Linked DNA regions of Zea mays: all the other regions are linked to region 3. The links are chromatin contacts, called in public Hi-C maps. All regions are on one chromosome and are shown on one strand. Each heading gives the region's core, a stretch centred on a gene start, on an enhancer-like site or on the middle of the called end of the contact. The rest is flanking DNA. Distances are from core to core; before and after follow the strand shown. Region 1 holds the start of LOC100280088. Region 2 holds the start of LOC100191882 (putative jumonji-like transcription factor family protein). Region 3 holds the start of LOC103647746 (eukaryotic translation initiation factor 4G).

Region 1 (2,700 bases), core at 28-2,527, 210 kb before region 3:
CGATTTATAGAGGGTTGTTAATCGTATTAAAAGACTTTCGTCGCCGTAAAACTTCTATTAAAAGTAGTTTGGAAACTCTATTTTTTTCAAAAAAAAAATCCTATTTTTAAAGGAAAAATGAGCTAATTTTCGAAAATGAAAATAACATAAAAATTGGGTTCCCAAATGAGCCCTTGAGGATGGTTTGAGAATCTCATTTTTCCAAGTAATTTCTATTTTTTAAGAAAAATTAGTTTATTTTTTATAGAAATCTTTTGAGAAAATAGGGTTTCTAAACTAGCTCTTATCTATAATGTTTACATGACAACTACTTAAATGCAAATGAAAAAAATCGTACTGAGGGGGTGTTTGGTTAGAGGGACTAAAGATTAGTCTCTAGTTTTTAGTCCCATTTAGTCCCTTTTTTGCCAAACAATAGGACTAAAATATGGACTAAAATGATTTAGTCTTTAGTCCTTCACATAGGTGCTAAAAGAGACTAAGGGCCCCTTTGACAGGGCTCTGGCTTCTTAAAAAACGGCTTTGGCTCTGGCTCACGAGGTGAAGCCACTTCTTTAGATGAGCCAAAGCCATTCTGAAAAATCATTTGGCAAAACGGCTTATAGGTTGTTTTTCAGAAAGACCCTTGTATAGTTTGGACTGGTGGGAGGGCTATTGTGTGTGGCTAGGGATTGAGGGCAGGACCAAAAAAATAATTTGGATTGGTGAGAGGGCTATTGTGCAAAAATGACGTGAGCTGAAGCCGGGTGAGCCACTTTTTTTGGCTCATGCCCTCTAGTTCATTTTGGAAAAGCACTTCACTGGTGAAGCCATTTGAAAAAGAGGTGTTTGGCACAACTTTTGCATGAGCCAGAGCCGAAGCTGAAAAATAAGTCCTACCAAAGGGGCCCTAAAAGCCCACATGAGTGTATTCCAAGGGCATTTGAGTCTTGTGGACAATGTATTTAATGACTTTAGAATCTATTTAATCCCTAGAACTAAACAAGTAGGAACTAAAGTTTAGTCCTAAGATTAATTGAAACCAAACATGGTCTGAGACGGGCACGGCTGCACCAGGCAAAGGTCGAAGCACGCGTAGGCTGATCCGTCCCACGTGATTTCGCACACGCCGAACAGACTGAGCAGCACCGACTCACCGAGCAGAGCAAGGGCCTGTTTGGTTCACTACCTCAGTTGCCACACTTTGCCTAACTTTTCTGTCTAAGGTTAGTTATTCAATTCGAACGATTAACCTTAGGCAAAGTATGGCATATTTAACCACAAACCAAACAGGCCCCAAATCAGCCTGTTCGGTCACCAAATCACTTAGAAAATCACGTTGCGAGTCGCCCGGTCGCCCGTCGTGGTGGTTAACTGGTCTGGGACTCTGGGAGTCATCTCCACGCTCCGGGTTCGCGCCCGACTCCCCTACAAATTCGCTCCACCGGCGGCTCCGGCTGCAAACCGCGACTGACTGCTGACCCCGAGCGGCACCAGCGCGCCCGCCCCGCCATGGCTATCCCCAACGCCTTTGACTCCCCCCTCGCGGCCAGGTCCGCCGTCGGCGCGGCGCTGGCGGCCGTCATCGCCGTCCGCGCGGTCCGCCGCCGCTCCCTAGACGCCTCGGGCGGGGTCGCCGGCTTCGTCGTCATGGCGGTCCACATCTCATGCGGCTACAGGTACGGGGCGCTGCTGCTGGCCTTCTTCTTCTCATCGTCCAAGGTAACCAAGATCGGGGAGGACCACAAGCGCCGCATCGAGGAGAACTTCAAGGAGGGCGGGCAGCGCAACTGGTAACCAAACACTCTTTTGGGGAATTTGCGATACTCAGCATATTACTACCTTTGTTCAGAGTTTGCACTTTATGCTGTTGTCAGCATGCATACAGCCGAACAGTAATTGCAGTTCCAACTTAAGCCAAAATGTTATAGATTCTAGAGAATTTCCCTGCAAGCTTTACATGTTTGATTGCTTTGATGAAATTACATTATGTGTTGCTTAATCTGTTTTTCTTTAAATTATTTTCGAATTGGTACATTCTTTGCTCAGTTCGAGGAAAAAAAACAGATCAGCAGCTAAAAACATATCGTGAACCTCTTCTTTCTTTCCTCGATCATATAATTGATTTGTGATGTGGATGTCATCATACTTCATAAAGGATATATCGTAGCAGCTACAGTTTTGTCAAATTAATCTTGCTGGTGTATCTTACTATATCGCTTTACATCTTAAAGGATCCAAGTTCTAGCAAATAGCACAATTGCCACTGTACTGGTTGTGATATTTGCACTAATGACTGGAGGGCAAGATCAGTGCATGGACTCAAATGGTTCAAAGCTTATAACTGGCATCATAGGTGGTATCATTGGCCACTACTGTTGCTGCAATGGAGATACTTGGTCATCTGAAATCGGTGTGCTTAGTAATGAACAACCAAGGCTTATTACATCCCTTAAGGTACGTGTCCTTTTCCATGCGACAAGATATATTGCGTTACATACTAATGTGTCCATGTGTTATCTTCAGTCATGATTATATATGTAGTTCATGCTAGGCTGTAAAATTTGTCTACTTTCCTTAATCTGTCAATCCTACTTTGCATGGCTTGTGCACCTCCAATTTGACTGGACAGAGCCACCATATCTGATTTCTGGTCAAATGATCTGAAATGTCCAGACTCCAAAGTCATGGGCTTGCTACCCTTCTAGCCATATCCAAATT
Region 2 (2,700 bases), core at 157-2,656, 200 kb after region 3:
CACCTAGATTTGGGGTCTGGTGGGTCACGCCAGGGACTGGTGGGATGGAGATTCGCGGGTCTATCGCCGCCATCCATGGCGTGAGATTTGGGATTCGCGACGGCGGCGGCCGGGCTTCGCGGCACGCGTGCGGGCCGGCGCGAATCGCAGCGGTCGGGGTCACGCGTTTGTGGTTGGCGGCGGGATGGAGCGAATCGCGGGTGTGCGGGCGGGGTTTTTGGTGAGCTCTTTGCGGCGGGGGCGAGCGAAGGGCGAGCGGAGGCGGGGGCGTGCGGCGCGGCGCGACGGCGATGAAAACGGAGGTCGAACGGTTGCGTGGTTTTCGGCGAGCTGTTTGCGGCGGGGGCGAGCGAAGGGCGAGCGGAGGCGGGAGCGTGCGGCGCGACGGCGATAAAAACGAAGGTCGGGCGGTTGCGTGGTTATCAGGGGCGGGGGCGGTCTACAAACCACGCTTAATGTAGTACAGATTTTACAAATAGTAGCAACGAGTCTCTTATTATGGATAAGAGTATCTTGAACGAGCTCTACAAAACGAGCTAGTGGATTCCGTAATCAAAAATATTTGAGCAATTAAACATGTTGCTAGACTGTTCCACCGACGACATGAACGATGACATGAAAAGTGCTTACAAGTTGGTTTTAAAAAAGTTGAACAAACAACTAAAATTAGATAAGAAAAAAAGATACGAAAAAGGTAGAACATGAAAATGGCGATGAGTAGCAATAATGTATCATTTTCTAGAAACTATATATTTTTATTTTTAATAGATTTTTACATTTTATTAATTTTTTAATTATATGTTTGGTAAAATTTTATTTTAATTATGTGCGCCCAGGGGTAGTGAAGCACTGAAGCTTGTGGCTTGGGCTGGCGCTATGGGCCTTTTTGAAAGGCTCAAACTCATCGGCTTTTTCTAGGGTAGGCAATGCTGTGCTGTGATGCTTCATGGACTGGGCTTTTGTTAGTTATTACAATTCCCACGAGAGACGGATACGAACGAGGAAACTCTTTATAGTCTACCACCGTTCGATCCAGATTTAACACGGTCCAGATCACGCGCAGCTCACCGCTGAATCGCCCATAAATAGTTTCTACTTTCTATACAGACGAAAAATATCTCCCAAATGATTCCTTAATCAAAAATAACCCCCTCCCATAAATGCACATCGTACGATCTCAGCCACCCATTATCAATCTCACGGCTGGGCCGCTCCCCGTGCAGCCCACCACGATCTTGAATAACTTCACTTCATACGCTTTCGAATCGCCAGCAACCGCCCGAGTTAAAGCTTTCGCATCCGACGATGAGTCCCTGACTAGTCAGAGAGTGGCCCCTACGCGCGCAGCCTTAACCCCATCCGCAGACATCAGCCGGCGCCTGTGTTCCTCTCCCCGAGCCGGTGCACGCACCACTTCCCCCACTTCGATCTAGCATAATCCGACTCCGCCGACTCGCCTGAACCCTAGCCAGCCGCCGCCATGCCGCCGCGACGCGGTAGGGGAAAGGGTAAGGGTAGGGCAAAGCCAAGAGCGAAGCCCACCGAGCCCGAGCCCGAGTCCGATCCCGAACTAGACGAAGCCGCCAAGTCCGAAATCGAGGCGGGGGACGCGGAGGCTGGGGAGGAGTCCAGCGCCGAGAGCGAGGACTCGAAGGAAGACGAATCGGAGAGCGACACCGAGTCCATGGATGCAGAGGCCAGCGAAGAAGCTGGCGAGAACGGAACGGAGGAGATGGATGCAGAGCCTGAAGCCAAAGCCGTCGAGGCCAAGGCTGAAACGGTGGCCACGGAGGCGGAGGCGAAGCCTGACGCCTCGGATGAAGAAGCTGGTGAGACTGGCTCAGACCGCGAAGCAGATGGCAAGGGTGCTGATCCGAAGGCGAAAGCGGAGGAGTCCGACGGCGAGGATGAGGAGGGAGCCACCGCCGTGACCGACGGCGATAGTGAAGAGGAAGCCGCTGAGACGGGCGGCGAGAGCGAAGAGGATGGTGGCGACTCCGACACCGAAGGTGATGCCGAGGAATCTCCTCCATCCCCTCCTCGCCGCAGTCGCCGCCGTAAGCGAGCGGCCACTCCCGATGACGAAGCAGAGGAGACCCCTACGCCGTCGCGTCGCCGGCGCCGTCGGAAGTCAGGGGAGCGTGGTGACTCCCCGCCGCCACTTCCTGACCACCTCCGCTGCCGTCGCAGCGACGGGAAGAAGTGGCGCTGCTCGGGCCGTGCACTCCCAACCGTTAGCTTTTGCGAGTACCACTACGCGAGGGCTAACAAGGGTAAGAAGTTACCAGCGGATGAGGAGGTCCTTGCTGTTGTTCTTCAGAGGCAGAAGAACAAGAGGAAGGGCAGGAGGAGCATCAATCCTCCGACGTCCCCTCAGGCAGCCACGAGTGACCCCCAGACCAGGGATCTCCCAAATGGACTGATGACGATCTCGCCAGGTAGCAGTGGACCTGCGGCATTGTCAACTCCTGTGAAGATTGGTGTAGAAATTCCTGCACCCATACAGCGGTGCTATCGTTCCAAGAATGCTGAGCCATTGCCTGTTGGTCCTGTGAAGGTTACCCAGCTAATCTTTAAATTGTTCACCACTGATAGGTTGATCTTTGTTGTTTAGCTTTCTGTTGGGTATTTGCTTATTACCGATGTTTGCTTGGTATTAGGTTGTTCCTCGTGCGATGAGTGTGACAAAAACAGCAAGAA
Region 3 (2,712 bases), core at 8-2,507:
ATGACGGGGATGAAGGTAGATAAAGGTAGACCCGAGGATGAAGGTAAAAAATATAACTTCTTAGAGCAAAGTCGTAAAAAGTTAGCCGCCACAGCTAACTTTCTAGAACTTGTACAAGTACTCTAGAAAGTTACTTAACTTCCTATAGACGATCGTAGGAAGTTAGCAGGGGCGGCTAACTTCCTATATGTGGCCGTAGGAAGTTAGCAGGGCGGCTAACTTTCTAGAGGAGGCCGTATGAAGTTAGCAGCTTGTTTGACCGCACTCGTTGATCAACAGCTTAAAGCTAACTTCCTACAGCTTTTATAACAAACCATAAGAAGTTATGTTTATTTCCTAGAGCTACCAGTAGCTTCCCGGAAGTTGGTAATTTTCCTACGGTTTATCATAAATGGTGTAGAAAGTTAAGAAATCGTATGAAGTTTATATTTTTGGTGTAGAGAGAGTGACAAAACTTATGTGTCACTCGTTTCAGATCGGCACTTCTCACATGAGTAACACAAGTGAGATTTACCGGTCTGGAATTATCCATTATTTGGACAGCCTCAGAGTGATCGATATAGCATGATGTTTATGACGAGCTCTATGGTTCGATCAAAATTTCAGTGCTATTACCTATGTTGTTCTTCACTGCACAATATTTAGGCGTGCATGTGGAGAACAAAGGGGTTACGCCACCAAAATTTCGTTTGAACCCTGTAGCTTCAACATTAATATAATGCTATATTGGTCACTCTTGGATGGGTTTAGAACATATCCTTACCTATAGACTATGTAAAAGTGTAACAATCTTTGAGAACTTAGCAGATTGTAGTAAATCTTAGTGAACTTAGTCAAACAACTTGACATATCTTAGATGTAATAATGAAGCCACTCTAAGGGCTTGTTCGTTTCAACACTAATCCATGTGGATTGAATGATATTGAGTTGATAAAAATCTATAGTAAGTCAAAATTCATTTCAATTCACTACAGTATATTATAATCTATGTGGAATTGGAATAAAAGAACAAGACCAAAAGTGGATGAAGTGAATCTTGCTTGCAAATTTGTTATTTTAAGGCCACGGAAACATGTCATATACGATGCCCCAGCAATGTTGGCATCGTGCACTCGGCCCAACCCAAACAAACATTGCAGTCCCGGGAAGCTCAGGCGCGCGTGGCCGCTTTCAACTAGGCCCAAGGCGCACAACGCGGCCCCCGTGAGCGGACGCCAGCCACCCAGCTCCGTCCGTCCGATCGGGGCCCCTTGACCGCTTAAACTCATCTAAGATACGGTTTGTTACACTTTTGTTCCTTCCGTAATCGCCTTCAATTTCCTACTACTAGAGAGAGACGGCCTCCCTTCCTCTCGCTTCGCTTACACTTCTCCCCTCCCCCCAACCCAAACCCAACACAATTCCCCCGTGTTGCCTACACGCACTGGCCACGACCAAACCCTAGGCGCCGCCGCCTCCGGGGCCCTCAGGTACGCCTCTCGCTTACCCGCCGCCGGGATTTCGCCGCTGCGCCGCCGTCCGTGGCTTTGAACGACTGACAGCTTCGCACTAGGGTTCGTTGCGATTTCGTTGTTAGGAGTGATTTATGTTTTACTTTTCTGTTTGTGTGCGTGATTGGATCAGGGCTGTCATACGGGGAAGGAGGAGGATATCGGTGAGGAGAGAAGGGGATTTATGTCCCAGCGAGGTGACAGGGGCGAGGGGCACGCCAGGAGACCCGGCCGGTCCAGCAGCTTCGGCGGCCACCGCGGAGGCGGAGTCGGCGGCGCGGGCAAGGGCGGCGCGGGATCCTCAGGCCAGCCTCCTCTTTCTACCAACCGCAGGTAAATTACTGACCTCGTTGATTCTGATCGTCCTCTGCTTCTGCGCCGCACGATTGGTTTGATCTCGCCAGGGATGATAGGGTTTTGATGAGACTTTTGGATCTCGATTGCAGCTTTAGGAAGCCCGGCAATGGCCACGGCGGGCAGCAGAGGGTGGTGAACCAGCCCGACACAACCGGTTTCCAACCTGCCCCCGCGCCTGCCCCCCACCAAACTCCTGCGCGACCGCCACCTGCACCTCAGAATGCGGCTGTGCATGTTCCCATATCCGCACCATGGCCGCAACCTCAAGGTGAGTGAGTGAGGTGTCCTGTTCTTCTGCTATCTTGTATTGCCTCTGGAATGGTGCAAATACGAACCGATGTGTTCCTTTGATTGCATGTGTTTTTCTTTGACTCACCAGGTCCACAAGTGTCATCTTCATCAGCTGCCAGCGACAGGCCGGCTAATCCGCCATTACCTAAAGCTACTCATGCTGCTCCAAGGGCTCCACCAAAAAGCTCTAACCCACCCCTTCCTCAGGGAGGATCGAAAGGTTTGCCACAATTTTCTTCGATGTTATATACACTATTACATGTTTTTGCATGTGCATGATGACCATCTATGGTGGCATTGCCCACCTTTTTTGCTCTGGCTAACGAAACCCTATTTTAGGTAGGGTGTATACTGCATGGTTAACCACCTTATTTTTCTTGTTGATTTCTTTTCAGGGGAACCACCAAAGGGGTTTAACTTTCAGTTTGGTAGTATAAATATGAATGGGCTGCCGGTATGCTTTTGTTATCCCTTTTTATGTCCAGTTTGGGACATGAAGCTCTATCGTAGCAATTACCTTTTGCTTTTTGCTTACATGACATCTAGTAAACATAAAATTTTGTACAGCAATTTC

What was found. Hi-C and Micro-C count contacts between places; a contact is called where the count stands out from the background.
Region 1: a contact with region 3 is called in a Hi-C map of tassel, with 1.7 times the contacts expected there. The contact joins the promoter of LOC100280088 here to the promoter of LOC103647746 in region 3. A contact is called at or near these places in 6 of 25 Hi-C or Micro-C datasets (endosperm, leaf, leaf mesophyll and 2 more).
Region 2: a contact with region 3 is called in a Hi-C map of bundle sheath, with 5 times the contacts expected there. The contact joins the promoter of LOC100191882 here to the promoter of LOC103647746 in region 3. A contact is called at or near these places in 6 of 25 Hi-C or Micro-C datasets (bundle sheath, ear, leaf and 2 more).

Annotation. Positions count from the first base shown.
Region 1 is chr2:211,062,302-211,065,001 of Zm-B73-REFERENCE-NAM-5.0, forward strand. LOC100280088 reads left to right here and starts at 1,278. Exons shown (of 4, transcript NR_158543.1): 1 at 1,278-1,772; 2 at 2,214-2,436.
Region 2 is chr2:211,479,789-211,482,488 of Zm-B73-REFERENCE-NAM-5.0, forward strand. It overlaps LOC100191882 (putative jumonji-like transcription factor family protein), which reads left to right and starts at 1,407. Exons shown (of 6, transcript NM_001137306.1): 1 at 1,407-2,557; 2 at 2,661-2,700. The coding sequence starts at 1,481.
Region 3 is chr2:211,276,389-211,279,100 of Zm-B73-REFERENCE-NAM-5.0, forward strand. LOC103647746 (eukaryotic translation initiation factor 4G) reads left to right here and starts at 1,258. Exons shown (of 12, transcript XM_008672260.3): 1 at 1,258-1,469; 2 at 1,624-1,823; 3 at 1,937-2,115; 4 at 2,227-2,358; 5 at 2,534-2,592; 6 at 2,706-2,712. The coding sequence starts at 1,675.